7 separate regions of the Mus musculus genome follow, and all the other regions are linked to region 1. The links are chromatin contacts, called in public Hi-C, capture Hi-C and promoter capture Hi-C maps. All regions are on one chromosome and are shown on one strand. Each heading gives the region's core, a stretch centred on a gene start, on an enhancer-like site or on the middle of the called end of the contact. The rest is flanking DNA. Distances are from core to core; before and after follow the strand shown. Region 1 holds the start of Lrrc8c (leucine rich repeat containing 8 family, member C). Region 2 holds the start of Nudt9 (nudix (nucleoside diphosphate linked moiety X)-type motif 9). Region 3 holds the start of Pkd2 (polycystin 2, transient receptor potential cation channel). Region 4 holds the start of Zfp644 (zinc finger protein 644). Region 5 holds the start of Spp1 (secreted phosphoprotein 1). Region 6 holds the start of Hsd17b11 (hydroxysteroid (17-beta) dehydrogenase 11). Region 7 holds the start of Dmp1 (dentin matrix protein 1).

Evidence for each region. Promoter capture Hi-C pulls out the DNA fragments that hold promoters and counts their contacts. Hi-C and Micro-C count contacts between places; a contact is called where the count stands out from the background. Capture Hi-C pulls out chosen DNA fragments and counts their contacts.
Region 2: a contact with region 1 is called in a Hi-C map of B cells, with 8 read pairs. The contact joins the promoter of Nudt9 here to the promoter of Lrrc8c in region 1. A contact is called at or near these places in 5 of 39 promoter capture datasets (the C10 cell line, cranial neural crest, embryonic stem cells and 2 more), 2 of 484 Hi-C or Micro-C datasets (B cells and the G1E-ER4 cell line), 3 of 115 datasets of contacts at active chromatin or transcription factors (large pre-B cells, pancreatic cancer cells and pro-B cells) and 1 of 9 other capture datasets (liver).
Region 3: a contact with region 1 is called in a promoter capture Hi-C map of cranial neural crest. The contact joins the promoter of Pkd2 here to the promoter of Lrrc8c in region 1. A contact is called at or near these places in 2 of 39 promoter capture datasets (cranial neural crest and maxillary cranial neural crest) and 1 of 115 datasets of contacts at active chromatin or transcription factors (large pre-B cells).
Region 4: a contact with region 1 is called in a promoter capture Hi-C map of 3T3-L1-derived adipocytes, with 4 times the contacts expected there. The contact joins the promoter of Zfp644 here to the promoter of Lrrc8c in region 1. A contact is called at or near these places in 3 of 39 promoter capture datasets (the 3T3-L1 cell line, 3T3-L1-derived adipocytes and cranial neural crest).
Region 5: a capture Hi-C map of macrophages shows a contact between it and region 1, with 2.7 times the contacts expected there. The contact joins the promoter of Spp1 here to the promoter of Lrrc8c in region 1. A contact is called at or near these places in 2 of 115 datasets of contacts at active chromatin or transcription factors (embryonic stem cells and large pre-B cells) and 1 of 9 other capture datasets (macrophages).
Region 6: a contact with region 1 is called in a promoter capture Hi-C map of pre-B cells, with 4 times the contacts expected there. The contact joins the promoter of Hsd17b11 here to the promoter of Lrrc8c in region 1. A contact is called at or near these places in 1 of 39 promoter capture datasets (pre-B cells) and 1 of 115 datasets of contacts at active chromatin or transcription factors (large pre-B cells).
Region 7: a promoter capture Hi-C map of the SN4741 cell line shows a contact between it and region 1, with 5 times the contacts expected there. The contact joins the promoter of Dmp1 here to the promoter of Lrrc8c in region 1. A contact is called at or near these places in 2 of 39 promoter capture datasets (the SN4741 cell line and hippocampal neurons).

The regions. Positions count from the first base shown.
Region 1 is chr5:105,518,198-105,520,897 of GRCm38.p6, reverse strand. Lrrc8c (leucine rich repeat containing 8 family, member C) reads right to left here and starts at 1,427. Exons shown (of 4, transcript NM_133897.2): 1 at 1,268-1,427.
Region 2 is chr5:104,045,564-104,048,263 of GRCm38.p6, reverse strand. Nudt9 (nudix (nucleoside diphosphate linked moiety X)-type motif 9) reads right to left here and starts at 1,400. Exons shown (of 8, transcript NM_028794.4): 1 at 1,118-1,400. The coding sequence starts at 1,224. It overlaps Mir5619 (microRNA 5619), which reads right to left and starts at 261; the gene lies at 201-261.
Region 3 is chr5:104,458,015-104,460,714 of GRCm38.p6, reverse strand. It overlaps Pkd2 (polycystin 2, transient receptor potential cation channel), which reads right to left and starts at 1,258. Exons shown (of 15, transcript NM_008861.3): 1 at 490-1,258. The coding sequence starts at 1,078.
Region 4 is chr5:106,695,520-106,698,219 of GRCm38.p6, reverse strand. It overlaps Zfp644 (zinc finger protein 644), which reads left to right and starts at 1,390. Exons shown (of 10, transcript NM_001363318.1): 1 at 1,390-1,688; 2 at 2,521-2,577.
Region 5 is chr5:104,433,691-104,436,390 of GRCm38.p6, reverse strand. It overlaps Spp1 (secreted phosphoprotein 1), which reads right to left and starts at 1,280. Exons shown (of 7, transcript NM_009263.3): 1 at 1,195-1,280; 2 at 1-16. The coding sequence starts at 2. RefSeq lists enhancers at 393-429, 179-498, 1,310-1,356, 1,974-1,982, 1,987-2,014, promoters at 1,194-2,184, 1,235-2,700, 1,258-2,700 and a cis regulatory region at 2,664-2,678.
Region 6 is chr5:104,020,441-104,023,140 of GRCm38.p6, reverse strand. Hsd17b11 (hydroxysteroid (17-beta) dehydrogenase 11) reads left to right here and starts at 1,345. Exons shown (of 7, transcript NM_053262.3): 1 at 1,345-1,611. The coding sequence starts at 1,402.
Region 7 is chr5:104,201,297-104,203,996 of GRCm38.p6, reverse strand. Dmp1 (dentin matrix protein 1) reads right to left here and starts at 1,380. Exons shown (of 6, transcript NM_016779.2): 1 at 1,285-1,380.

The DNA.
Region 1 (2,700 bases), core at 178-2,677:
GTTGCAGAACTGCGTGAACCAAGTGGTTTAAAATTACTCGTATTCCCCTGTCGCCCAAGTGGCATCTTAATGTCAGTCCACTCTACATCCTTGTCCAAGCTTCAGCAAAGCACTGCATACTCGGCAGAAATGTGACCGTTAGCTAAGGCCACACTTCATATGCTACTGCAGTCTGTAGATGTGAAACAGCACCTCTAAAGGGTAATAAGGCTCTATGAGCCAAACCTGGACACTCCCACAAAGATCAATTAGTCTTATTTTTCACTTTAAGGAGGATGGGAGCCCAAAAATGTTTCCTAACTAATTTGTTGCGAGTTTAAAAATACTTAAGGAGTTGGAAACTCAGTAAAGCTCTGCCCTCAACCTCTAATAAAACATCCGCATTAAGCATGGGGACTAGATGTGGGCTGAGCCGTTGCAAAGAAAGGTAACTTGAAGGATTTTAAAATAACTGAAATCTGATGTACACAGCCAAGTGTTGGGGGAGGGAAACATTAGCTGCTGGAAAAAAAGAAAGGCTTTGGCGTCTATAGAGCACACCCTGAGGCTCCCAAGGGGCTAACTCCATCCCAAACACCTCTACGCTGGAGAAGAGAGAGAGAGAGAGAGAGAGAGAGAGAGAGAGAGAGAGAGAGAGAGAGAGCCTGCTAGCCTGCTAGGGTCAGTTTGGGATGAAGGCAGAAATCCTGGCCGCAGTTGCTGGCCTAGACACCTGGCCTCCAGGGTCTTAGGATGCAGAGCAGCCCCCTCCGGCCCCTCTGGACTTGCAGGTGAGCGGACTAGTGCTCACTGGATCTCTGTGTAGACCTTCGATTTCCCCCTCCTTCCTCAAAAAGTGTAACTTCAGGCATCTTCCAGGGAGGAGAGGGGGTTGGGGAGAAGAGCAGAAAAAACAGGCCCCAGCATCTCCGGGGGTTTTGAAGGTAGGGAAGGAGAATGGCCATCCCTGCAGCAACCGCGTTTTCTCCTAGTACGCCCCTCCCCCAGTCCCCAGAACCTAGCGGCCAGGCTGTACTGGGCTCCCGGCTGGGGGTCCCTGGCGCGGACGCCAGGGCCCGCGTGGGTTGGGTGGGGTTGGGGTTAGCGGGATCCCCGAACCGCACGCTGAGTAGGCGACCACAATGTGCCTGTCCCAGAGCCCTGGGGAAGCAGGGTCACGAACGAGGGAGGGTGGACGGGTCCAGGCTGGGGCGCGCCCAGAGAACCGAGGCTAGTGGCAGGGTGCTGGCCGTCCCTCTCCATCCCTCCGCGGGTCCCCGGCACTTACCTCTGGGGGCGAGGGTATCCGCAGAAAAGGATGCCAGGGCGCGGCGAGCTGTGTCCGGGTTGGGCTCAGCGGCGGCAAGCGACCGCGGCGTCGCTGCTCATGGCTTGTCGCGCTCAGAGTGCTGCGGCCACGGCCGCGGCGGCGCCTCGGTCCTCGTCTTCTTCGCGGGCTCTGAGCCGGGACGCAGCTAACGCCCCAGCTCCGCAGCCCTGTTCCTCCTCCCCGGTGCCTCCCCGCCTGCAAGCGGAGCCGCCTCCAGCGCCGCCCCGCGCGCCGCCTGGCCCGCGGCAGCCAGCGCCGCCCAGCGCCCAGCCCCGGGGTCGCCGTCGGCTGCCGAGCCGCCGCCGCGGTGCCAGCCCCGCTGTGACGCAGGCAGCGATGCCCGGGAACTTCCTCCTCTGCCGAGACCACCAGGCGTCCAGGGCAGGCGGGCCCGCGCTGGGCGGGCCCCGGGTTCCCCACCGGGAAATCAAGCCTCTCCGCGGCTGGATGATTCCGCTGCTCAGAGCTGCCTACCTGGTTGGCACAGCAGGGAAGATCGGTCCTCTGCCTCCTGTGTGCAACCCTAACAATGCCAAAAAGCGGGTGGTTTCTGTGAGCCCGCCATCCGCTCTTACACCGCAGCTCCTCCCTGGGCTAAGTTGAAGCAGAGCGGCTGCTGCTAAAAATAGCCCTCCTGGGAACTCCCAGAGGGTCAGGTTGGAGATAACCCCTCCCCAGAGAATGAAAGGTCCAGGAAGCGGGTGGAGAGGGGGCGGTGGTATATATGAGGGGAACAGGGAAGAACGAAAAAAATCCGATGCCCGTAGTTTACAAAGCCTTAAGACCCTGGGCAACCTCAATCCCATTGACCAGCTGGCAGGAGTCCCTCGTTACTGGACCCTGCAAGATGGGCTTCTGGGCTTTGAGCAGCAGGTGCCGTTCCATATGAAAGCTCCGCCTACGATTTTGTGTGGGCAGAGGTGGGGATCGTGTGTGTGTGTGTGTGTGTGTGTGTGTGTGTGTGTGTGCAAAAGAGTTAACAATGTGCCCCGAACCACCTGTTGTTTAGACGATGTAGGGGAGGGATTCTCTCCCAGCCATTGATCTGAGCCTTGGGTTTGTCTGCCTATCTCTCTGCCCAATTATAGTTTAAAAGCACAAACTAGCATCTTGAAAGCTGGCATCTCCCTAAAAAGAAAAATTGCCTATTGGGGGAAAAAGTGCAGATAAGATCACTGTAGCAGTCGAGAGAGAGAGAGAGAGAGAGAGAGAGAGAGAGAGAGAGAGAGAGAGAGAGAGAGTTTGTCAGTAACCAGCTGGCTGTCCTCAGAGCACTTGACGCAGATAAAGAATTACTCTGCCCTGGCAGTCTGGGAGAGACAGAAGAGGACAAAAACGGGCAGCCAGCAGCCATTAACTAGTTTGTGTGCTCCTGCATGGTGAGTTTATAG
Region 2 (2,700 bases), core at 151-2,650, 1.5 Mb after region 1:
CCAAGCTCCTAAAGAAAACTGTAGTCACAAAACTCTTGAAGTTACACGTCTTTTGTTTCTCGACAGATGTTTTACAATCATCTGTCTAGACCAGCAGGCACTCAACAAACACTTGTTGACTTAGCTTTGGGTTTTTCTTTGGAATAAGCAGTTTCAGTTCTGGATATACTTCTTTAAGTGTTCCTTTCCCTGTCGTGCTAGAAATCACCAATGAGCTTTTCGTTGTTCTGGTAACAACCAACAAAAATGCCATTAGTGACTTCCAGAGAGCAGGAAGTTCTCCCCTCAGCAAGCCCCACTGAAGAAGGTGTATAAAGGGTGTTAACCCACACCAGCAGAAAGAGGACACTCTGATTGAGGGGTTTTAAGCACTGTCAGGAAAGCAGAAAGGGGATGGCACCGTGGGGCCTACAAACCACAGCAGAAGTAATTCTATTTTCAATGAGGTGAAGGAATATGTCACTCCTGTTTGGGAAGCCCACAGAAATTCCAAACTCGGTCTCACACGGAGCCCAAATTGCCAGGGAACTAACCTCTTTCCTCTTCGGAACCGAAAGCTTGGTGAGTTTGCCTCCTAGATAAAAGTCAAGCTTGAGGCGTGGGTGGTATGTGTTTTAAGGAAGACACTGGTGTCAGAGAACTTAACAGAACCAAACTTACAAACTTTCCAAGTCACTAGGAAATAAAGTTGCGGCCACCTCGCCCAGGAGAGAAGGGAAAGAACGAGGTTCCCAGTACTGAGGCACTTGTGCGCACACTTCATCTCCAGTCTACCCAAAAGCCAATAATCAGCGCCTTCCAGCGCACAGAAAACACTGTCTGCTACTCAGATTAACAGTATATATTAACAGTATATTCCATTATATGGACTCGGTATCACCTCTAGCACGGAGCAACACACCATAAATGCTCTTCAAACTCTGGTGATCTATGAATTAGCGTTGGCGCCTTATCTGGATGGGCAAATTAAAAAGTCAGAGATCGAGAAGGGTCCTTGCTATTGGCTTCCCAAAATCCAGTACTTCAGCACAGCCTACATAACCTCTGGAAAAGGAAGGAGGGGATCGCAGGTCCACCCGAGGTCTCGGAACCGCAGCCCGTCCTAGAATCGGGGTACCTGGGTGCGGGGACGGCGCGGCAGGCTGAGGACCGGACAGTCACTGACGCGAGGGCCACCGAGAGCGACACGGTGGCTACCGCCTGCCCCAGGGAGCGGCCGGCCATCGGCGCCTGGCGCCTGGCGCGCGGCCCGCGAGGGTTCGGAGGTGGCCGGCCTCGCCCGGAGCCCCGCCTTGAGCCCCGAACCTGCAGCCAGCGGGCACTAGGACCCGGCCGCGCTCCCCCAGCGCCGCTGGCCGGCGGCGCCAGCAGCCCCACGACGTACCCGACGCGCGACCGCGCTTTACGGCCACGCCGCAAACTAACCTGTGTGCCAGGCCTCTCCGTCTGCGCAGGCGAACTGGAGTGCCGCGGCGCGGCAGGACGCGGAGACCCAGAACCCTGAGGCTGAGCGGAAGGAGGGTCAGGGGCGACCACGTGCTTCCAGGAGAGGAGGGCCGTACGGAGGAGTCACGTGAGCCATGCGAGGTTTGAGAAGACGTAGGATGAGTCAGTGACGAGTCTTGAAACACCTTGGTTTGGTTTCCAGAAGCCAAGTAACTTGCTTTTCGAAACTTGCCCGCATACCGGATTCAGAGACCGCCTGTGAACAACAAAATGTGGGCGTCCCGCCGGTCACGTGATCAGGCCAGTCACGTGACCCCTAACCCTTAAGGAGGGAATCCCCCAACCCTGGAACGCAGCCTGGGCTCCCCAGAGCCCCCTTCACGGTGCTGTCCGTGGTGTTGGTGACTCTGATAAACCTCTTGTCCAAAAGGAAAGCCGGCCTCGGTTTCCCACTTTCGAACCCCAAAGCCAAAACTTACAGACAAGCTGTGAAAGTGGCACGCGGTCTGGATAATAACGAACGAAGGACTAAAGTTAGCCAGATTGAAAGTGGTAAAGCCAGGCGTGCATCGCGGCTTGCACTCCAGGTTTCATTCGTTTAATTGTTGATGAGACATATTCTAAGCCTATCATCAACTTTGGGCCTTGCAAAACACACCGTATGGCGTTGGCTCTTAAAGCCAGGCCAATCAAATACTAACAGTATCCTGAAATCCACAGCACTCTTGGGATGGGACAGCAAGAAAAAAGGACTGCACAGTAACACTTCAGGGCGTTGCCTTCGTGACTATACTACACCCCTTAAAATGCCCGCTTAGAAAAACTAAAAGTATGGGAAATTTCCTCCCCACCCCTGCCCAAACCTGGTGACAGATAGGCAGATCCCTGGAGCAAAGTAAAGATTATATTTTCTTTCTCTGCACTTTGGGGCATAAGCCTACCACCCCACAGTTTCCTGGAGATGTGGTAGACATGTCGTTGAGGTGTGAGCGAGCACTCAGGAAGATAAATCACCTTGGGCTCCAGCCCCTTCCAGAGATGGTTGTTTTCAGCTTGCTCCACTGCTCCTGTCATAAGAAACACGTTTGTTTCTACACACACACACACACACACGAACACCTTAGATCCTTCAGCACCATTCCCCGGCCTTCAAGATCCCTATTCTTTTTTTTTTATTTTGGTTTTTTTTTTTAATGAAACTAGAACCCAGTTCATAATGTAGGCTTTCCTACGGCAGCAGTAGCCAATAAAAAT
Region 3 (2,700 bases), core at 9-2,508, 1.1 Mb after region 1:
GGCATTTGTCTCAAAACTTGGATAACATTGTAGGTCCCTACTAGAATGGCTGAAGGGACATGACACATCGCCACCAAAGGAAAAGCTTGGGCTCTGGAATAAACTTGTTCCTCATTTGTGACATTTAGCAAGCATAAAGTTCCAACTATTGTCAGTTGTACTAGAATATTCACTTTTCGTCCTCCAAAAGCCCAGGTATTAACGGCTTGCTTTTGTTTTCCAAAATGTGCTAGCATCTTAAGGAGAGAGGAAGGGAGGAAGGGAGGCGTCCAATGAATTTGCACCAACAAGAACGCAGTAAAATTCGGTGATGGGTACCGGAAATCGCGCCGAATTAGAGGAGTTAGGGAAGGCGCTCTGGAAGGAGGCGGGAACGCAGAGGATGCGAGGTGGAGCCGCAGCAGACAGCCACCCTTGTAGGACAGGGGTTCGAGCCCGCGCGCAGGCAGTTGTCAAGCGTGCACTGGACGCCAAGAGTCCGGATCTTACCTCGCAGCCCTCGCACCAGCCTCTCTGCCCAGGCCACTCGGGGTGGCTGGCCCTCCAGCGGGAGGTGGCGATGCAGCGGGTCCCCGCCGCCCGCGGGGCTGGGACACTGCGCGCCCTGGTCCTCTAGCCGGCGCCGCCTCCCGCTCAGGTGAGCCGCGCCGCGGTAGCTCCCGAGCCCTCGGCCGCGGGCGCCCACCGAGCTCACGGCCGAGGAGGAGGCCGACCTCCGACTGCCCGGGCGCCACTCCACATCCATCTCTACCACCATCCCTCCTTCTTCTCCTTCCACCTCGTCGTCGTCGTCATCCTCCTCTGCCTCAAAGCCCGGGTTGTCGCGGCTCCACGCTTGCCTGGAGCAGGACGAAAGCGGAGGAGACGGCGAGGCCGAGGCTCCGGCCGGGGGATCCCGAGCGGCCGCCTGCCGGATGCGCTCCATCTCGATCTCCAGGCCCCGCTGCTCCCCGAGGCCGCCGGGGACAGCTAGGCCGGCGCCTCCCGCCACCAGGCGCCCGGGTCCGGACGCTCGCGGCGCGGGCGAGCGTCCCGCGTCCCCGGGCGGCTGCGGCTGCACGCGTCTGGAGTTAACCATGGCGCTCACTGGCGCCCAGCGCGCCCGGGAGTGCCGCCGCCCTCTGCCGCAGGAGCCATGTTCTTTTCTTCCCGGAGTCGGCCTGCTGCTCCCCGCCTCCGCCCGCCCCCTCGGCCCGCCTCCCGGGCCCTGGCCTCGCCTGGACTGGACTTAGGCGCGTCGAAAAGGCCCCAGCGGCCAGGGATCCAAGTAGAGCCAGGGTCCCCATCGGTGCCCACATTCCTACGGGGTAGCTTGCTTGGTCAGCCAGCTCGTCGGGAAAGGGGCTCCTGGGTGTGTCCATGCCTGCATGACCTTAAGATAGTGCTTAGACTCTGTCCATACTCCCCCTGGGTTTGCAAAGGTGCAAGGAGGAGGGTAAAGATGGAGATCTTTTGTTGGGATAGAAAGAACTAGTGAAATCCAGCTTGAACTGAATTCTCAGGGAAGGCAAAGAAATCCACCCTTCGTTTAAAAACCAGAAAGAAATCACCAAGGCGGCAAGGCTTGCATTTGGTGACCCTCAGCTCCTTGATTCTGTGTTTACTGGATGATTTCCTGTCTCCACTCTCCAGACATCTAGAGGCATCCAAGGGTTGGATTTTGGAACTTTCTGATGCCTCCACCATTACCTCATTTCCGCTCCTGGCCAGCCCTTGAGTAACAGAATCCTGCCTCAGGCGTTAGGTCTAGATCTCCATCCTCGCTACGCCCCAGCTGGCACAGCCAACTTAAGACAGCAGTTGGGTCAGGCAAAGCCTACTCCAAATTCGATTTTCCATGGTTTTCCCATCTCTTTTAAAAGTTAAATTCCTGGCCAAGATCTGTGCATCTCTGCCCTCACTTCTGACGCTTCTCATAGGATGTCCTCATCCACCTCCTCGTCAAGTCCCGCGGGGGTCTTCTTGTCATTTCTGTCCTCAAGGGGTTCTCTAATGCTTTTTACTCTAACTGCAAACATTGTCATTCCACAGCAGAGCAAATGATTTCTGTCACTTCCATATCTCTTCTGCCATTCTAATACTAAACTGGTCTCTCTCTGTTTAGCCTTGGGGATAGGACTGGATTGGGAGCCTATGGGTGGTATCCCTCCCCCATTTCCCTCCTACCCACCCACCCATATTCTCCATGTCTCCACTGTTTGCAATAAGGGGTCAGCCATGTTGGTACATTAAAGAATCTATGGAATTCTAGCTTAAGTGGTAATATTTTATTTCTGCAGTTTAGCAAATGTGCATGGTCCGATCCTATATTAGTTTGCCAGGCTTGTTATAATAACTTACCACACACTGTGTTCAATAATGCAAATACATTTTCTCAAAAAAAAAAAAAAAGTTGGTTGACCTTTTCCGAGGCCTGTCTTGGCTTGCATATGGCACGTTTTGCCTGTGTCTCCCCATTGTCCTCCCTTAAATGTTTCATCCTCCTCTTCCTCCTCATCTTCGTGGTCATCGTCATCATCACCATCATTGTCATCGTAGTGGTTATAGACAACCTTAATAGTATGATTTAAATTTAGTTACTTTTAGAAAGACCTCTGACCACATACAGTCATATGCTGAGATGCCAGGGCTTGGGAATTCAACATATGAATCTGAGGGGTACATGACTCATTTAGGCTTTGTGGGCACTACAATGCTTTT
Region 4 (2,700 bases), core at 141-2,640, 1.2 Mb before region 1:
GTGCCCTGAAGTATGCAAGGCTTGGTTCCAGGTGATAGGCCTTTGAGTTCTGCAGGTTAACAGACCTGGTGGGTCAGGAGACATGGCTCACTGGCCAAGAGTACCTTATGTGCTTGCTGGGGACTCAGGATCAGGTCCCTTGTGATATTTCCACATGATGGCCTGTCATTTGCAGCTCCAGTTTCAGGTCCTTCCTGAGGCTCATTTGGACTCTGTGGTACCAGGCATGAAGCATGCGGTGCACAGCCATACATTCAAGCAAAACCCAAACTCATGAGATGAGAATAAGTCTCTAAAGTGCATCTCCTCCAAGCAGTTGGCTGAAAATGGACACAGATTTATTTGTTGTGTATCTATCTATTCGTATATATGAAGGAAAGCTTTCATTTTGAAACAGCTCAACAGTCTAATCTCTCTTTGCCACTTTAGGTTGTAATGAACTTGAACAGGTGACAAGAATGCCTGACACACACACAGCATGAACTCTAGTTGTCAGCAGTTACTAGCAAGCGAAATAATTAGAGTGGATAGTGAAATGTTCGTTCTTTGGGATACATTTGCTGCTTCTGAAGGCACCGTTTTTCAGGAAAGATACTCCCATTCTTGACAAATAAATGTAATTATGGTGTATTCCTGTGAATGTTAATAATATCTCGAAGGCTTGGAGGTGCATAGTTCATGATTACTGCTTAACTACTAAAAAACGTTTTAAAGTTTTTCATGAGAAAAAGTTCAGCGAAACCAAAGAATTTAGTAAGGCAGGCCCATCAGAGTATTCTAGAACGTTTAGCTCACCTTCAACAGGTTAGGAACTTGTTGACTCGGTTCAAAAGCAAAGCGAATACCTCTAATTAGTGCGCTGCTTCCCTCAGAAGCCCATGGCTGAATGCTTGTTAAAAGGGAGATTTAGAAGACCCTCTGGGGAATCTATTGATTACCTGAAGAGTTAACCAGCATTTCTGACGTCTCTTTGCATGACTCCAATTTGGACAATCAAGGCATGTTCCTTAGTGCAGAATCTGCCCTTGCAGAGTCCAAGGAACCCAAATCCGGGCCTTCTTTTTGGGTGTCTTGTCTGGGTAACTGAATTTCTATACCTGATGCTTTTGCCACCTGGCCTGTTTAACATCATAAAACCTGTCTGTGCCAGTTCTCCAAGGTAGGCCTGATATATGTTGCTGGTTCTTTCAACAGCTGGAAAAGGGAACAGGTTTTTGGCAAACTAGCGATTGCAGACACCAGAGATGGGCCTATTCCACCTTAAAGGGCCTAGGCATTCCTGGTACTTGGGTCTTGCAGAGTTTGGTCGCCACCATATTTGGAGCGTGCCTACTTTGGGGCGGGAACCTCCTCCGGAGTGGTTAGGTCACCGCTGGGGGAGGTGACCTTGTTTGGTTTTGGCACGGGAGAGCAGCGGTGCAGCGTTGCTGCCGCCCCCCGTGGGTCTGATTGGCACGGGAGCTCCGGCGGCCCGAGAGCACGGGCGCGCCTCGCTGGCTTCCCCCGGCGGCCGGCGGCCAGGCAGAGGCGGGAAAGCCGCGCGCCTGCGCCGTGGGAACCGAGGCCGGAGGCGAGAAGCGGGGAGCGGAGGGGGCCGTTGGAGCCGAGTAGCGTACAGAGCGGCGTGTGACGCGGGGACGCCGCGCGCTCCCAACGTCGCCCCGGTTTGACGCACACGGCACCAAACTGTGAGTTTCGGGGGTCTTATTCGGTCGGATTAGCCCCGGCCCCGGCCGCGTTTCGGACGTCCGGGCTGAGGCGGTGGCGGGACTGAGGGTGGCGGAAGAAGTTGTGGGGGGACCCGGCCCGCGGCGCTCGGGCCCGGGGAGCTACGCCCTAGGCTGGCTCCCAACCCTCGGAAAGGACGCGTTTTGCCGCACAGGCTAAGATGGCGGCTGCTGCCGAGGAGGCGGAGTTGCTGCTGCACAAGGAGCCCGGGCCGCGGGGTCCGGGAGGCGGCGGTCGCGGGGGGCCGCGGAACCTTAGGTGAGCGGCGGCGGCCGCCGCGGGGCGGGACTCGGAGGCGGGCGCGCGGGGCGGGGGGTGCCTTTCCGCTGCGGCGGCGGCGGATCCGGTGGCGGACACAAAGGGGCCGAGCCGGGCTCTGGACTCGGGGGGTTTTGTTTAGTCACATGTAGCGGAGCAGCCAGTGAGCGGTAGGGGGAAGGGGGCCGAGACCCGGAGGTCCGGGGAGCCCTGCGGTCGCCATTGTAACTCCCCGAGTAACGGGGGCGGTCCGAGAGCAGTCAGGCGGCGCCCCGTGCGCGGCTAGGCTACTCTGTCCGGGCCTGTAGCCCCGGCCCTGGAGGTAACTGTCCACACCCCTCCCCTGACTTTGGGACCAGAGCGCATAGCCTTCCCCTTCTTCCCACTGGTCTGCAACATCTTGTGCCGCTAAGTGCCTGAGAAGTAACTCCAAGAGGTAAAAAAAAAAGAAAAAAAAAGAAAAAAAAACACTCGAAGTGTTTGGGTGGCCACGGGGCTTGGTGGGTATCTAGCTAAAGCTTTTTGCCTCTCCAGGTCTGATTCCCTGGCCTTTGTGTCCCTGGGAGCTTAATCTCTGCCAGAGGAAAGCAGGTGTGTGCTCCGTCCACTCCTCCCGAGAACATGAAGATGAGTTGTCCCAGACCCTTCCCCGTGATTGGAAACTTAGGTGGTTTCTTGTTGCGAGACTTCCACAGACGACTCTCGTGTTGGGAT
Region 5 (2,700 bases), core at 31-2,530, 1.1 Mb after region 1:
ATGGTCGTAGTTAGTCCTGCAACATATTTTATGAGGCACAGTTGATGTCTTGTCAGGTTCAAACACACTCTTGGCACCACTAGATCACCACCAAGTCACCAATAATTTATGGAATCTTTCTACATCTCAGAGAAAATTTCAGTGAGTCAATATTTGTGTGCCTTTTCTACCTCTCCACCTCTCATCCTTAGCAAGGAAAAGGGCAATTTCACAACTCTATTCATCCAAACTTTACGTCTGGAGTCTCAGAGCTTATGCCCCCACTATCTGATGTCTCTAGAGCTCCACACCAAGATTTGTTTCACAGTAATCGAGTAATTAAAGCAACGAACTACCATGAGAGTACTTTCTGCAAGGAAGAAAAAGAGAAAATAGAATGATAAAAGAAAATTGCTTTTTCCATTTGCATTTCAAATGTGATTTTAACTTACATTATACAAAGCTGAAAGAAACAAAGATATCTTTGAATTTGAGTAAGATGTTCTATTTGGACTAATAATAATAATAATAACAACAACAATAATAATAATAATAAAAATAAAACACTGAGAGCAGGCAACAGCTTTTCTGTGCATGTTGATGAGTCTGTGTTATCACACAGGGACCTTAGTGAAAACTGTAAAAGCCAAGTGCAGAAGCGAGAAATTAAGGAAGGTTCTCTTTTGAAGTGAGACAGTTTTCTAAAAATAACTGTATCTGGTTTATATTAATATAGAGGATCCTCCTTTACTGGTCTCCACAGTCATCCAGCCACTTTAAAATGATGCAGACATTTGTTCCAAAGATACATAGAACTTTACAATGTGTGTGTGACAGGAGAGAGAGGGAGAGAGGGAGAGAGGGAGAGAGAGAGAGAGGAGGGAGAGAGAGAGGAAGAGAGAGGAGGGAGAGAGAGAGGAGGGAGAGAGGGAGAGAGAGGAAGAGAGAGAGGGAGAGAAAGAGAGAAAGAGAGAGAGAGATTACTAGCAGATCTCTCTCTCTCCTTTAGAGGACCAACTAGATTTATTTTAACTTCTACATCCAACTGGCTTTGAAAATACCGGGAAACCTGCAATGTACCTGACCAGCTTATTCAAAAAGACCAGAACAGCACGAGTCTGACTAACAAATACGACTGTTGAAAGAATGTTCTCTGGACTCACCCTCAGAATTCAGCCAGGAGAACTGCAGCCTCATGGGCCACTGCAGGCTTACCTTGGCTGGTTTCCTCCGAGAATGCCTGCCGCAGAAGACTGCAAACCCAAGCAAGGATGCTTCTTCAGTGTGAGCTGCTGGTGGCTCAGACCTCCCAGAATTTAAATGCTGGTCCAGACAGTCTCCACCAATCAGGAGGTGGAGTGATGTGTCATGAGGTTTTTGCCACTACCCGGCCCACCTGCTCCTACACTTCCTCCTCTGGTTTTGTGGTTAAAAAAAAAAAAAAGGAAGAAAAGGAAACACACACAAAGCATTACTGATGAACGATGTCATTAACTACCCTTTTCATTTATAGACTGCATTTAGAATCCCGGAAGAGCATCAGGGATCCATAAGGAAAGGAAGAGTAGATCACCCTCACAGAGACTTTGTTTATAGTTACTGAATTAGTAGAAAAACATCAATGGGGATGAAAGGTATGGATTCTCCTATCTAAGTTACAGATAAAGGCCACATGGATACACAATTTGATTCTCTCAGACTTACTTAAATCTAGAAAACTGCTGTCTCGGCAGAACTTTCAGACCCTCCCTTTTGCCTTTGTATTCGGTAGCTTAGGTTGGCCGGGCCACAGTGGCTCTGTTTTGTACTCCGGAAGATCACCATGAATTTGAGGCTAGCCTCGGCTCCATACTGTGTTCCAGGTCAGTTGGGGCAACAGAAAGTGAGACCCTCTCACAAAAGAAACAAAACCTCACAACAAAACGAAACAAAGTAACAACTCAGTTTTGACACTTGAGCTATGCAGCCGCTTGCTCTTTGTGCAAACCACACAGTGACCCTGAATTCCTCTCCTGCCTCCACTGACCTTTAGAGACGTGAACCTCGTGAACCTTGTTGCTCTGTTGGAGCAGCTGGGAGTGATGGTTCTGATGCTATCTAAACTATAATGGCCATATAGAGCAGAAGAGGTGGTTACTCCAGATAGAGCCCGCCTAAGCAAGCAGTTTGTGAGACTGGAATGCTTGCTGGGTGGGGAAGCTGCAGGAGCCAGACTGCCTTTCAGTCCTTCTGTAAGCAGTGCCAGGTGTGACCTTGGGCAAGTCACTTAGTCTATCTACAGGACAATGGATTAGTGTAAGTGCAGTTGATAGCACTTCACATTTTGCAATGCTCCTTCCCCCACATGTTAAAGAACGTGTATATTTTAACTATTACAGAAATCTTCAGCAGAGGCAAGGAGCTGAAATTTGTAATGCCTTTGAATTGATCTTTAAGCTGTACACGTTAAAGGGTTCTCTGAATATTTTTTTAAAGACACAGCTTATATTTCTGAATTATCTTTTTTGAGTTTTATTTCCTGGAATATATAAGGTTGGCTACTTAAAAAGATTTTAAAATTTGTATTAACAAAACGTTACTGAATAGTTAAGAGGTATTCAAATGAGATAAAATTATAGGTGAAGCAGACTTCTTTAAATATTTAATACTGCCCTGCAGTTACTTCCTTTCTTTTCCCGAAATGGAGAACACAGGCTTATTACCTTACATCTCCAATGTAAG
Region 6 (2,700 bases), core at 96-2,595, 1.5 Mb after region 1:
AACCTTGTTGCCTAAAGTTACAAATAAAACTTAACAGAAGTAGCAAAGGGAGAGAGAATTATATTGGGATGATAGGAGACAGGAAGATAAAGAGCAAGCAAAGCAAGCCACATCCTCAGTGTCACAGGAGGAAAGTCAACGGATAACATTTATAGTTCATAAACCAACCACTCAACAGACAGGCTATTAGCTTGTTCCTGCTGCTAAATGAGGAGAAACTGCCTCAAAACAACCTGGGGAAGAGAGAGTTCCAGGCCAGCCAGAGCTACACAGAGGAATCCTGTCTCAAAAAGTGTGTACTGGGGACGAGAATGCTGGAGAGATGGCTATAGCTCTGTGGTTAAGAGCACTGTCCATTCTTCCTGTGGACAATGGTTCAATTCCCAGTGCCTACATGCAGGTTCACAGCTCCTAGTAACTTCAGTTCTAGGAAACCCAGAACCCTCATCTGCCCTTTCCCCACACCGGGAGCAAAAATAGTGTGCACACAGGCAGGCAAACCACCCACCATTCTTGAATATATGTTTTGTTTCTCGTTTTCAGATTCTCAGAGGCCGAGTGGGAGCTGGTTGCCCCGCTACACGGCTCTTCCCTGGGGAGATGGGTTTACTGCTTCTCCTAAAACTTGATTATGCCTTGGGAGGATACACCCCTCTGCCCTCCAGAAATGCTCAATTCAAATTAAAATGCGATGTAGGGTCATTTCTAATTCAGGAGCTTGGTTTTCCCTCTTGTGCTTTGTTTTGCTTGAAGGGTTGTTTGTTTTGTTATTAATTTTTGGTTAGCGTGCAAAGAAATGGGTTTGTGACTTTTATACACAAACGTGCCAGGTGTTCTAACCCGCCCCTCCCCCATAGCCGTCCTCCCATCCCCCTCTTGCTACTTCTCTTCCTTTCCCCAAAGAGTCCCCTTCCTTGTTTCCTGGTCCTTTAAGGTGTGGCTCCACATTTGCAACCCTTATGCAGAAACAGACAACTGTCCACCGCAGCCTGAGCACTGCTAGCACTTGCCCTTCATCCTTTACTGCGCAGCGTGACGACCTCTCCTCTCCTAGGTCTGCTGCAGACAGGGAGGGGATTTTTCCATTTTAGGAAAGCGTGAGGTAACTAGCCCTCCTAGGAGGAAGTCCGCGATAGCTATCAGGGTCGCACCGCCCTAGGGCTTGCCTCTGAACTTCGTCCCTCCCAGATTTCCAAGCCAGCGAGCAGTTGCTCTGACTGCAGTCCGAGCCAATGGCAAAAACCCTCCTGAAGCCCGGCCCCGCGGAAGGAATGGTTTCCGAGTTGTTTGTTTCTCTTTAATAGGGGAACTCTGCCTTGCTTAAGCTTTTACTCTGTGCGTAACCGACACCCTCCAGAGGCCGTTTAGGACCGGGAACGAGAGCACCGGGCCTCCAAAAGGATGAAGTATCTTCTTGACTTGATCCTGCTGCTGCCTTTGCTCATCGTCTTCAGCATTGAGTCTCTTGTCAAGCTTTTTATTCCCAAGAAGAAAAAATCTGTCGCCGGAGAGATCGTCCTGATCACCGGAGCTGGTCATGGGATTGGAAGACTGACTGCCTACGAATTTGCCAAACTTAACACCAAACTGGTTCTCTGGGATATCAATAAGGTAACCGCGCTTCGTCGCTGCCTTTTCTTTGTGGTCCACACTGGCAAACAACCACCCTTTATAGTTCTCTGTAGAGTCCATAGAGCATATAGTAACTATTCATATTTTTTCAGATTATAAGAGAGGCATAATTTGATATCTGTTAAGACCACACGATGAACGGACCTATGGACAATGAGAATCTTGGCTATCTCCCTTCGCTACATTAACACTACATTAAATCCATCCTGAAAGTGGCCTATAATCTCCTCCTACTGACCATCATAAACTTTTGGAAAATACAGCAGTTTTAGGTGCTATACCAAGAGTTAGATGTGTGCGGCTGTCAAGTCTCGTTTGCAGCTGCTGAGATGGGCTCGAAATGACACCCTACAGGGATCACCATTGCACTGCCAGTTGCCTACAGGAGTCATCTAAGTCACCTTATAGAAAAAATAGTTAAAAGTGAAATAACTTCAGTGCGGTCTCCTGTACCTTCAGGTTGAGGTGGGAGGTGAGTTAGAAGGAGCTAGCAGTGAAGTGTTGGTCTGGCTTTTGGTGGATGACAGAGGGAATCTGAAGGCATCTTCTGGCTTAGCGTGCCCCTCACTGCACTGTGTACATCCATTCTATAAACAAGAGGTCAAGGTTCATGAGATTAAATAAGAACTCTAACTCTAGAGTGATTGTGACAACAAGTAATCAGTGCTCCATAGTATCTACAGCCCAGATGGTAAGACCTGGTGGCAAACAGGAGATGGGCTACCTACGTCTGGTGGAGAAAACAGATAATTAGATATGTATACGATGGATTAACAATGCAAACTGGGCCAGCATGGGTCAGCTAGCCAAGGCCCAGCATAGGCATATGGTCAGGCATATGAAATGGGCTCTTTGCTTCTTAACTGAGAAAGACGAGGCTACCCAGGCTTTAGTTTTCAGAAGGCCAGGGAGATGGTAAGTTAATGTGTGAGGTGATTTAGCCAAGAGTCTAGCAGGTGGCACACAAACTAGTCTGAAATTTTATTCTTTAACAAGAATGGTTTGGGCTTATCGTTTCTAATATACACAATTTTCTCTAAAAAAGTGTGTTTATCCAAAAGAAAAAAA
Region 7 (2,700 bases), core at 131-2,630, 1.3 Mb after region 1:
ACCTCTAAACTTCTGAGACACCCTGGTCCACATCACCATTTGGTGAACAGTAAACAGACTAAAGAATCTGCAGAAAATTCTTTGTTCTCATGTGTTTAATCAACAGGGTTAAATAGAGGCAGGCCACAAGAGTGTCAATCAAACGGAAACCTGAGGAAACCAGGAGTCTTTGCTCTCACAGAGGACAATTCACTTTCTCCATTCGGTGTCTTCAGAACTTCGTAGGACACATGGCCTGGCTACTCTCTGTCAGAAGGATAGATATTCCAGCTACTGATGAAGTGAAGTAATGCAGAGTAAAATCATGTCTGGTGGGAGTGTATGTGTGTGTAGTATTTATGTATCTCCTACCTAATGTATATGTGTGTCCTATGTAATGTAGGTGTGTATGTGTGTGTGTGTGTCCTACCTAATATATCTGTGTATAGGTGTGTGTGTATGTCCTACCTAATGTATATGTGTATATGGTACGAGGTGTGTGTGTGTGTGTGTGTGTGGTATGTGTATGTATGTGTGTCTCCTACCTAATGTATGTGCATGTGCATCTATGTGTGTGTATGTATGTGTGGTGTGTGTGATATGTGTATGTGTGTCCTACCTAATGTATGTGTGTGTATGTTTGTTTGTATGTATGTATGTATGTATGTATGTATGTATGTATGTATATGTGTGTGTAGTATGTGTGTGTCCTACCTAACAGGTAATCCCACTCAGCATTTATTGGAGTCCATCTGCATGCAAAGCATTATACTACCATGAGGATCCAGCTACCCAAAGCCACACTGTCATGATCACCTTTCAGTTGTATACACAATTCATAATGGCCACCGTATTCTCTGAATAAGCCAGGCTGAGAGGCATTCAGTTACCTGTCTGCATTTTGAAACACTTGCTACACTGATTTAGATACTTTCGCATCACCACCTCTAAGAAGCCTACAGATAAAAGTTGTGTTTTATTAATGAAAGCTAAACTCTAACAGGACTTTCCCATCAGCCTCCTATTTAGTAAATGTTCTCTTTCAAAATAATTAGACAGAGATCTAATTAAGGCATCACCAGGCAAACACCTGGCTCTTTTGACTTACCATGTCATTTTTAATATCAGTGTCATTGGCTATTGTGACAGTGACCCCAAAAAACAAAAATAAGAATAGGTTTTACTCAAACTTAGCTCTTCCCCATCTTCCTCTGGAAATCAATGCCTTGTAACATGTTCGTATTTCATATTTTTAAACTCCAAAGCTAAAGTCATTTTAAGAATTAAATGATGGAATGGCCTTACCCTCTCTGGCTCCCAAGGTCTTTTTCCCACAAGGTCAAAACCTCAGCGAAGTTCTCGAAGAGGGATCTCAGAGAAGCCACTCTCCAGCTGCTGCTCAGAAGGCTTGTCTGACAGTGCAGAATTTAAACTCTGCTGCAGCTCCTCAGAGCCAATGAGCCTCAGGCTCGGGGTGACTGACATCACAGGTGTCACCGGGACCCCATACACCCACACTTCCTCCAGCTGGCAGAAGTGGGCCTTCTCTAAAAAGCTCTTGTGGTTCTCAAATGACTAGACGAGTTTCCATTAAATTGAAGATCTTCCTAAAGCTTTATTTTGCTTTCTAAATATATATCTTTTGCATCCATGCAGGCTTGTGAGCATTATAAACAATGACCATGTCTCCCGCCCACTAACAGATCCCAGAAGACCCAGGGATGGGAAAGGCGAGTCAGAGGCGGGTAGAGACCTTCCTGCTGGTGCTTATTTCCAGGTGGTGTGTGAGGGAAGCTACTAAAAGTTTACATTTTCCTAAGTTGTTAGTGTTGAGAATATGACCTTGTATTTCTTCTCTTCCTCTTGTAACAGTCTCTACTAAACACCCCTTACCCCATCTATACACAAAGACTCCAAATTCTTACTGATCTAAGGAAGTGCCATTCTCACGATCCCATGTGAACAGGAAATGTTAAAGTGCCTCCTTCGGTAACTTTTATTTTTAACAACAACAACAACAAAATAATGCTCCATTATCCCCTGAAACTACTTAGCACATTTTAGTAATTTTTGAAATCAGAACTGAATTAGAGGAATGCTAACTAGGTGGATCACATCCAGAGAAGTATTGCCAAGAGCGTCTACTCCATCACCAGAACCGAAATGAAAACACTGTTTGCTAGAGTCTTTCTGAGGAGTGTGCTGAAGTTGGCTGAGGGTTCTGGAAGTGGGTTTGGCACTTGTTCAGGAGCATACTCAAGTAACAATCGCATACCACTAAATAAACGCTTCAATGATATAATATACAGCACCAGGCTTTAATTTCCCCAAGGGTAAGGATGCTTGTTTTGTTAAGTGAAGTACACACAATACCACAATGCCCCTAATGGCAGGGACAATTCTTGGGTCACCATAAGTCCTCAGTAAATATATTTTTGTATGAATGGATGGATTGGGGTATACAATTACCTTGACTGAAACACTTGCATGACTCACTTGCCTTTTTAGATATAACAGCCTGGAAAACATTTTCAAATATGTAAATTATTAGATTTATACAATGTAAGCGTAAACTTGGGCGGCGGCGGGGCAGGATATGAAGAGGAGGAGGCTATTTTCATGCAGAGTTGGTCAGAAGGCCACCGTCCATGGGGAGGAGCTCTAAAGGACACGTGTTCTGTTCTGGTTCTGAATTAGACTCTCTGGTGGCTCCACGGCCCT